Linked DNA regions of Sus scrofa: region 1 is linked to region 2. Evidence: chromatin contacts called from public promoter capture Hi-C data. All regions are on one chromosome and are shown on one strand. The core of a region is the stretch at or near the end of the contact, and the rest is flanking DNA. Distances in the headings are between cores, read along the strand shown.

Region 1 (5,024 bases), core at 2,008-4,507, 110 kb before region 2:
TTTCAATAATGCTTTATTTATGGACACTGAAAGCTGAATTTCGTATGATTTTCACATGTCACAAAATACGATCCTTCTTTTATTTTCAACCACTTAAAAATGGCTGAAACCATTCTTGGCTCGCAGGTCATCCAAAAACAGATGGCAGGCCAGATTTGGTTCAGGGGTTACAATCTCCTAATCCCTGTGCTAGAAAGGAAAAGCTACACTTCCTAAAGATCTCACAGTCACAGTGGCGATGTCCGATGCTGGCCGTGCAAACTCCAGAGACACAAGCCTCTCCCGGGCTGCGGAACCTGCCCATGTCATGGAGATGACACTACGCCTACCCAGAGCCCCCTGGCCCAGCACCAGGCTGTGTGACAGCACTGACAGCCTAAAGGGCTCCCCTCTTCTCATGCTTGGTTCAGGCAATATTTAGCGCTCCTTCAAGGGCATCTAAGAGCTTAAGAACCCAAGGCTGCATTCTGTGGATTGGGGATGAAAACAAGTGAGGAAGAAAGAACAGAAAAGAATTCTGGGAGTTCCCACTGTGGAGCAATGGCAGCGTCTTGGGAGTGCTAGGAGGTAGGTTCCATCCCAGCCCAGCCCAGTGCAGTGGGTTAAGGATCCAGCATTGGCGCAGCTGCAGCTTAGGTTGCAACTTTGTCTTGGATCTGATCCCTGGCCCGGGAACTCCATTTGCCACAGAGCAGCCAAAAAGTTGAAAAAATAAAAAACTCTACACCACCCCCAGGAGTGATATACCCACTGCCCTGGGCTTCTGAGGACTGGGCATGTTCAGAAAAAGGAAACCGGGGCTCATTACATTCACAGCATCTTGTCCAGGCCCCCTGAGTGACAGCCCCTCACAGGAGGGGTAATACTGTTTTTCTCCTGCTTCCTAGAGCCAGGGTGGGCCATGCAAACACCTTCCTGGAATGTTTACATATAGGATACCAGAGTTTCAGGAGCCCCGGGGCGAGTCGATGGGAGCCAGGCACTAGTTCCACCTACAAAAGAGAAGCAGCTAGATCCCTCAGGGAGGCAAGAACCCCCATGCTCAGGCATCGACTCACCGCGGGGTCTGGCACGCAGCAGGAGAAAGGCACCCCACACTTCTCGCGGCTGTAGCTGGCACCACTGCAGTTGAAATAGACATTGAGGTCCCAGTCTTCAGGGCCGTATGCCCCGCAGCACTGGTTCTGCAAATCACAAAGCCAAGAAATGGGGCTCCAAGTGGGGCTGTGGTCGCCCGACATAGGGTGTGAGCTTCAGGGACACGGGGTTAAGTGCATCTCCATTGAGAAATCGAGGCCTATCTCACGGACCTCCCAGCACAGAGACGTGAGCAAGGTGATCCAGGTGACCCTTTAGGAAGGAAATTGCATCCAGGCCCTGTCTGGGCCCAACACATGGGGCTGGCTCAACAGCGCCCCCTGGCCTCAGCTCCACTCCCTCCTCACCCTGGAACCTTCCCTTCCTCCCCAACTGCCCAGCACAGAGCCCAGAGTGGGCTTCTCACTCTTCTGAAGTGGTCCCTCTACTGCCCTCCAAGAGAACACCTCCCTGTGGGCAGTGCACCCTCTTCCCCAGGAAAGGTCCAAGCTGGCCCCAGGCACCTTTTGTGCCTCTTTACAGAGAACAGCAGCTGACCGTCTACTCTCAAGGAAAGCATCATGACTGGGGTGAATGGGAACGCAATCAAAGCTCTGCCCCTGACCCCTGATCCCGGGCCTCCATCCTTCCTCCCCACCCGCAAGGTCTGATGAAGCAGCAAATAAAACACTCATTTGTCTAAAATATCGTAAAACCAAACATAGTGAAAGCATCACCATGACGTCAATGGTGTCCCAATCCAAGAGCAGATATTTTTGCACTTGTCCTTATAGCTGACACAGTTACGGCTAGAATCACAAGCCCACAACCAGGATTTCTGCATTGCTCTTCATTTCTAAGGTAAATCCCATCTCCCCTGCCCACCTCACCCACCCCCACAGTCCCCAGGGGCTCTAAGGACCACCTAATATTTCACCATGAGGAAGCTCTACCACTCACCCAATACCTCTGGGGAAAGGCATTTTCAAAAGGAAGGGAAGGCAAGGGGGAAAACTACAATGTCTTTAAGGCCAGTACAGGAAGGAAACACCCTGGTATCCCTGACACCAGCAAGATCAAGGCCAAGTGGAAATGAAAAGAGAACTGCAGCTTTGAACGAGGTACATTGAGGGAAGGACATCAGAAGAGGGTGGGATGGTGGCCTTTCACAGATCATACAGGTCATTGCTAATGACACATGATCTCTGGTCACATAACGGGTTTTGCTAGACCCTACCATATATAAATAAAGGTAAACAAGTCTTGGTTAACATGGACAATGGATGATAGGTTTTTGTCTTTTGTTTCTGTGTTGTCTTTTTAAGGCCACACCCGTGGCATATGGAAGTTCCCGGGCTTGGGGTCGAATCAGAGCTGTAGCTACCGTCCTATGCCACAGCCACAGCAACACCAGATCAGAGCTGCATCTGCAACCTACACTGCAGCTCAAGGCAACACTGGATCCTTTAACCCATTGAGCAAGGCCAGGGATCAAACCCACATCCTAATGGATACTAGTCAGGTTCTTAACCTGCTGAGCCACAATGGGAACTCCCATATTATTTTTAATGCTTTATTTCCTTTTCAGAACCAAGGGGCTCCATATAAAAAGTTCCTGCAAAGGCTATGTTTTCTGACAGATCAAACAACAGCCTTGTTTGTATAGGTCGGCACAGTAGGGAGTGAGTTCCTCCTGGCAGGGGAACAAGGGGGACGGCTGCAGTCCCAGCTTCCAGGTGCAGCCACACACGAGGGGGATGGAGACCAGATGGAAAAAAAAGGCCCCAGGCCGGGAATGCTTAGACAAACACCGGGAACATATTCCAGGGAGGTTGTGTTCCTCTCCATCTGAAGAAGCTGCCTCCAGGCAGCTCTGCCCTCTCAAACAGGAAGGGGAAAAGGTCTCAGGGAGGAAGGGGACAGGAGACAGGAATAGCCTCAGACAGGGAGGGAGTCACCGGCCCAGGGGACTGCAGCTGCCCGCATGGGGCTGGAGAGATCCAGGCCCTGCAGGGGGAGGGTGGCTGTGGGCTCAGGAGGGAGGCCAGCCTCCCCAAAGCAAACAAGGTAGGGTACCCTGACAGTAGGCCTGGTACCTCCCATGGCCCCCCCGAGGAGGGAGAGCCTGTGTTAGCCATCCGCCCCCGAGCTGTACACACAGACTGCAGCCCAGAGAGCTGAGCACTATCAGGGAGAAGCCAGGCGGTGCTTACAGCTTTCTGAAGGGAGTCGATGAGGTTCTGCAGGTCTATGTCATCCCGGTAGGATCGGATGTTGCTCTCGAAGAATTCCCGGAACCGGTCCCTTACCCAGTCCTGGAAGAGGAAGGCCAGCACGGCCACAGCCAGCTCCAGAAAGAAGATGAGCACAATGGCACTGCAGAACTGCAGGGGGACAAGCACAGGAGCCAAGGTCACCACACCTCCAACCTCCCAGCCAGATGGGCACTCTCCTCTGACCCAGGACCACCGCCTGCCACAAAGGGCCCGAGAGACCCATGCGAGGGTCCAGGGATTCCCACGTTATTAGCTGTCCAGAGTTAGGGCGCTCTGGACAGCTCCACTCCATGTCATTTATAAAATGGAGATGGGGGAGTTCCCGTCGTGGTGCAGTGGTTAACGAATCCAACTAGGAACCATGAGGTTGTGGGTTCGGTCCCTGCCCTTGTTCGGTGGGTTAACGATCCGGCGTTGCCGTGAGCTGTGGTGTAGGTTACAGACGCAGCTCGGATCCCAAGTTGCTGTGGTTCTGGCGGAGGCTGGTGGCTGTAGCTCTGATTCGACCCCTAGTCTGGGAACCTCCATATGCCACGGGAGCGGCCCAAAGAAATAGCAAGAAGACAAAAAAAAAAATAAATAAAATAAAATAAAATGGAGATGGTCCTCCCCACCCATGTCACTGCAGTGCTGGCAGAAAGTCAGAGGAGTTGAAGTATTAAGAAGGCTCCAAGACAATGTCGGCCACCTCCTGTGAAGGAGGCTGCCCTACTCCAACAAGGAAAACCCATCATGGGAACAAATGCTATCCCACCCCACCGGGCCATCGGTTCTTTGAGGGCAGAGACTGTGCCCGAGCCATACTCTCTGACCAATCTCCCGGCGCACCCAGCCCAGCTGCTAGCAATCTCACCTGTCACCCCCACTTTAGGGAAAAGGAAACTGGGGCTCACTCAGGTAGGTAGCTGACTTAAGGTCACACAGCCCAGGCAGGACATCTGAGATCCCTGGCAGGGCTCTTTACAACTCTGGAGTTGTTGATATTATCAGTACCTACTCCATATGTGCAGATAGGATAGTCAACTGCAAAGAAAACTCTGCAGAAGAAACACAGCTGGAATTCTGTAAAGGCCACTGCAGCCACAGGTCCCCTCCTGCCGAGGAGGGGTTCCAGCTTGTAGAGTTTTGTTATCACAGCCATCATCCCTGGCCACACAGCACACTGGGCAGCTGCCACAACCAGCAACATCCCAAAGTAAGACATGTGTGCACGTGCACACACACGCCCCCCCCACTACCACACACGAGGGGCTCTGCAACGTAATCGCCATTCTCGTAGTAGCAAGATAACCAAACATAATAACTTTAAGAGAAAAAAAACCCCACGAGTTTTGCTTTTTAAATTAAGCCCAAAAAAGAGAAAGCTTGATCTAATAAATCCAACAAATAATATATTGCAAAACACGATTATGCGTTTTCCCCACCAGGTGCTGTTTAATTTTAACTGAATGCATTTCAAAATGAATGTGTATCTAAATATAAAACTATTCAAAGTTCTGCCAGGAAATTAAGGATTCTGCACTGCATACCCAACAGATTCCCTGGAGCCTAGAGGAGGGAAAAGATTTCCTAACATTCCGGACAATGTCCTTTGATCTTAGCCAGGAAGGGCAAAGGTGAGTAGCAAACAAACAACTCCTTTAGAATGTCTGTGGGTAGATAAAAGGCAAG
Region 2 (5,095 bases), core at 897-3,396:
CAATGTGGAACACAATAAAGCACTACAGAATCGTAAGGCAGCAATGTATCCTTCTCTTCTTTGCAGGGCTCAGATTCACTCATTCTCTTATGACAGCAGGACATCTGAAGCAAAACAGAAACGAAACACTGAATAACTTCTCCAACTGTGTCACTGCAGGCCCACCTCCTGGCTGGAAGTCCTGGGTCTGGAGGGAACCCTGGTTTCTCTCAGGCTCCTCTGGCCTAACTGCCTACCCCACAAGGCATACTCCATGCTGCCCTTCAGCAGCCTGCCAGCACCAGGAAAGGCAAAGGGCCCTGCCCAGTTGTAATCCCCCTGTGCCAGAGGTCACTGAGCTCAGGGGTGAAGCTGGTTCCCTCACAGTGCCTCCAAGACAACTCTTGCCACATACACCTCAGCAGAGGGAGATTTGGAGTCTCTCTGCTCAAAATTTCACAAAAAGGCAAGTACTCAGCTGGCAGGAGAGCTGCCTTATTTCTGGGATACTGACAGAGCTTGGGGCATCGAGCGCCAGAATTCCAGTCCTCACCAAACTTTCCAAGCACCATTAAAATGACAGAAGCATATAAGACAAAATAAGAAATGTCTTCTTACCCCTCAGGAACCATGCAAAAAACCTCAACTTAATGTCATGCCCTTATAAAAAAAGGGCAATATGAAAGGGCCACACCAAAATTAACTCAAACCTAATGCAAATTCCTACAAGCTGTTAAGAATCTGAACAAGGCAAGTGTTTCTGCATTAGTAAAACAGGAATGCTTCCCAAATTACAAAACATAATCTTCTACAGAGTTATAGGAATCAAAGGATTAAATGTATAGGTGGTGCTTCGTAAGCTACCTTACAAAGAGTGACATAATGTGAGGTATAATTCTTGCTCACTTCTAGATTAGTCAATGATTGCCCCTAAAATGTTGTTTGTACACGAAATGATGGGTTTCTGATGACTGGGTATGTTCCAAGGAGTCTAGGTTTCTGGATCCCAATTCTCAGTCTCCAGAACAGGACTGAAGCGAGAATATCAGAGACTATACAGGCTGGCTCGTGGATAATGCTTTCCCAAATAAATCTGAAGTAAGTATTTTCTGTTTTTAGTCATCTGCCAAGCACAAAGAAAAAAAAAAAAAAAAAAAACTAGATTGAGAGCTAGTTTAGTTGGGCTAGAAAAGCCTGGTGTGGTAAGGAAAAGAGACCCAAAGTCAGCTGGGACTGAAACCCAGCTCGGCTTCTGCCCCTCCCCACAACCCCTGCCAGCCTGGTCCTTAACCATCTTCTTCAGCTCTGATCCCCGCAACAACCTTGAGGAGAGACTGTCCAGACCAATCACCGATGCCTTGTTCGACTTTTCATTCCCAGACTTCAGCACAATGTTTTACAGTTGGGCTCTTTTCAAAGTTGTCAGGGGTTTGAACCTTTGGGGGAAAGAGGCAAAACAGGTGCCTCTGAGACTATTAAAAAAGCAGGAAATCGCGGCCCCATAAAATACAGGACCCTATGCAAGCACAGGGCCCAGGATGACCTAGCTCTCGGTCTCCACCTGCACATCGCCGGCTGTACAGTTGGCCACCCCCAGGCAGCCCCCCAGGCCCATCCCAGGTTCGGCCCCGCAAGACGGACGCGCCAGGGCAGAGTCCCTTTCTCGGTTCTTTGACCAAACTACCCAGACGGGTCGTTGCCATCAGCCTCTCTCAAACCCCGGGGCCGCTGGGGGTTGGAAAGAGGGGGCGTTCTTGGCTAGACGATCAGTGCCGGCTCCCGGCTCCCGGTCTTCTGACCGCAAACACGGGGTTTTCCCAAGGAGCGCAGAGCGCTGGGGAGAGAGGGACGTCACTCACAGAGGCAAATAGGGTCCTGGATCCGGCCCTGCAGGTGCGCCTCCCGAAGGGCGGACCTAACCTGCCAGGTGTCCAGCCCACCCACGCGCGCCCATCAATCTCGATCGCCCCGCCCTGCCTCAGTTTCCTCACCTGCCTTCGCGGACGTCACGTGCCTCGCAGAGTCCTGAGCGCCTTACGTACCGCTGGAGTTTCCGTCCCTCCCGCCTCCTCTCGCAACACAGGACGCCGTGGGGGGTGGCGGACCAAACCTTCCCCAGGCCCAGGGGTCCCAGGGGTGGCCCCCGCGCCTGCGCAGGATCGCGCCTGCGCCGCCCCGCGCGCCTCCCTCACGTGATCAGCCCCGCCCCTCAGTGGCTCCGTGCCAGCGCCACTGTGGAGCTGTCGCCGGCTGCCAGCGCGCGTCCGACACTCTGCAGCACTGTGCTCTTTCTCAAAGCTCTAGCTCCGTTCAGTCCTTCGGGAGTGGTGACCCTAGACTCCTATCACTAGGAGCGCCTTCTGGAGCAAAAGGAGGCTCTACTTGGATCTGGAAGTCCTGTAGCTGAGGACAATCCCCATTTAGTCCTCAGCGAGTTTTTGAGCAGTTATTTTTGGACAGCTTGTTCTGTTTTTTGGCATGGGGAGGGGGAGTCTTTAGGACCGACGCATTCCGGTGAGTGTCCCTTAAATCTTTAGGAACAAATTCAGAATTTTGCCAGCATCTGACAGCATCCCGCAACCTCTTTCACCCGCAAAATGCTGGCTCTTTGGCAGAGGATGGTGAGTGGCGGCTGGACCACTGGTTCCTGGAATGTTGCCTGATTTCACAGATTGAGAAGTCAAGGTCTAGTTTGACCCACATTGTTCATCTACATATTTACTCGTGGTATGTTGAGTGTCCACACTGTTTTGTAAACGCAGGCGGTTGAAAGAACACCTTTTCGGAGACAGGAGGAATGATTCACAGTATCGCTGGTTCAACTGATCAGTCACAGGCAGTGTACAATGAAATAGCAAAGTTAGGCTGAGACACCCACTGATCAGAGGTGGCTCTCTGCCTGCAGTTGGCTCCCCTGAGTTCACCTGGCAACTGCCTACTGGTGTAAAAAGTCCAAAAGCTTTCTTGATTCACCCTTCTGACCTCCCATGCAGATTCCCGATTGCTTGTAAATTTATGGGTCAATAGAATCCATTCAAGAGATCACTACTTGGAGTTCCGTTGTGACACAGCTGGTTAAGGATCCCATGTCACAGTGGCTGGGATCCCTGCTGTGGTGAGGGTTCAATCCCTGGCCTGGGAATTCCCACATGCCACAGGCTCCACCAAAAACAAAACAAAAAAACCCCAAAGAGATTCATCAGTCCCTAACCAGCTTCTAAGTTCCTTTGCTTCATCTCTGGGACCCTGGTGCAGAAACTCTGCCTATGCCCACAAGTGCTAAACAGAAATTCAGAGACAAGAATTTTGGGTGAAGGAGAAAAAAATTGCTTTATTGCTTTGCCAGGCAAAGGAGGCCACAGCAGTCTAATACCCTAAAGAATGTGTCCTCCTTTGGGAGTGAATAGGAAGGGGTCTTAAAGTTTGGGAGTGGAAAATAGGGCCACAGATAAGGATCAGAGGAGATGCAAGCTTGTATTCTTCACAGCTGGTGTTTAGTGGCCCTGGAACTGATTCTGGTAGTCCTCCTCCTTTTTGGACTATAGAATGCTTCATCAAGTAGTTAACATCTTTCATTTGTTGGGGGTTTTAGTTCTGCAGAAGAACTCAAAGATAGTGTTATGCATATTCCTTGCCAGGACCCTGCCCTAAGGCTGCACTGTTGTTTCTGGACTGGTCTTTGAATCCTCTCCCTTCCCTGACTAGTAACTGTTTGAACTGAGGCCTATTCTTGCCTGGGAGCCCCATAGAGTCCTGCTCATTTGCTTTTTTTTTGGTCTTTTTATGGCTGCACTCACGGCATATGGAAGTTCCCAGGCCAGGGGTCAAATTGGAGCCGCAGCAGCTGGCCTACACTACAGCCACAGCAACGCCAGATCCTTAACACACAGAGTGAGGCCAGGGATCGAACCCGCCTCCTCACGGATACTAGTTGGGTTTGTAACCCACTCAGCCAAAACAGGAACTCCGGGGTCCTGCTTATTTTCAACCCCAGAGCCTGTTCCAAGGCCAGCTCGGAGGTGTACTTGGGAAGTGTTGTGAAAGAGAGGGTGTTTCTAGATTGGAGGTGAGAGCAATCATGCAGCCTTCTGGCAGGAGTAGGTATTTGATTTGAAGGCCTGAAACATTTGGCAGAATTTGATACAGTGTTGGTGTAGTCACAAGAGGACAGTTTACCACCAGAGGGCCTTTATCTGTCCTGCTTAATACCTTACCCTGTGAAGGGGGGAGGGGGAGAGAACTTATTCTGACTGTCCTGAAATAGGATATTTGGTCAACAGGGAGAAAGGGTGCAGGAAAGGCCACTTAGAATGGAACAGGAAGCCATTTCCCTTGGGTATGGGTCCCCAGAGACTGAATATTAATGACAGAACCATTCAGGGGTCATGAGTAGCAGAATCCTGGGGTGGGAGGTCCCTGAAGTTTCCACTGTGGTGTAATTACCAAATGCAAAAAGCCATGATTATATTTACACTTTTGTAGCATTCCAAAGCTCTGGACTTCAAAAGCCAGGCTAGATCTGATAGCTAATTAACACACTCCTCGCAGTCTCAATTTGAGAAGGCACAGGCTGAAGAATAAGTTACAGGCAAGTAGGCACAGGAAAACTTGCAAAACTCAAGGATTAGAAACAAAAATAAACCCACCAGTCTGCCAAGTTTTAAAGAGAAAAGTATTTTTGATGTTGCAAATCCAGGGAATAACTTAGATTTTGAATTTAAGGGGGTAGAAATTAAGGTTAACTAGGAGCTCTGTAACAACTTAGATAATTTAGCTATGTTACCCTCTCGAGGTCTGTCCCTCACAAATCCCCTGGGGCAGGCAGCAAACATTGTGAACAGGAGGCAAACTTGGTTAAAGACGTCCATTCTTTCAGTGGCGCAGCCACCTCTAGATTCAGCTAGCTTTGTCTGCAGTCATTACTGATCCAGGCCAGCAGCATAATGCGAGTTTTTAAGCCGATGGTCTTACAGTGTGTCTAGGCTCAGTAGGAACAGTTCTGGAAGCAGCTAACATCAACAAGAAAATAAAAAAATGGGTGCTTGACTTCACTGTCTCATTTCAGTGGATAAATAAAAGTCAAATCAAGATCTGGAAACAGGAGTTCCCATCGTGG

The links. Promoter capture Hi-C pulls out the DNA fragments that hold promoters and counts their contacts.
Region 1: a promoter capture Hi-C map of fetal liver shows a contact between it and region 2, with 3 times the contacts expected there. The contact joins the enhancer-like site here to the promoter of FAM213A in region 2. A contact is called at or near these places in 2 of 5 promoter capture datasets (fetal liver and liver), 25 of 47 Hi-C or Micro-C datasets (adipocytes, adipose tissue, alveolar macrophages and 15 more) and 2 of 2 datasets of contacts at active chromatin or transcription factors (alveolar macrophages and skeletal muscle).

Annotation. Positions count from the first base shown.
Region 1 is chr14:82,354,179-82,359,202 of Sscrofa11.1, reverse strand. TSPAN14 (tetraspanin-14) reads right to left here. Exons shown (of 9, transcript XM_021074409.1): 5 at 3,291-3,461; 6 at 1,059-1,184. Among named protein-coding and RNA genes, the nearest start is that of SH2D4B, 21 kb to the left of the region's middle. Within about 2 kb of position 3,257, at least 8 of the 83 cell types and tissues checked have an H3K27ac peak or open chromatin away from gene starts, as enhancers often do. A contact at or near this core is called in adipose tissue, where this site is marked.
Region 2 is chr14:82,246,529-82,251,623 of Sscrofa11.1, reverse strand. FAM213A (family with sequence similarity 213 member A) reads right to left here and starts at 2,146. Exons shown (of 6, transcript NM_001244375.1): 1 at 1,971-2,146. It overlaps LOC106506062 (a long non-coding RNA gene), which reads left to right and starts at 2,275. Exons shown (of 3, transcript XR_001301043.2): 1 at 2,275-2,493.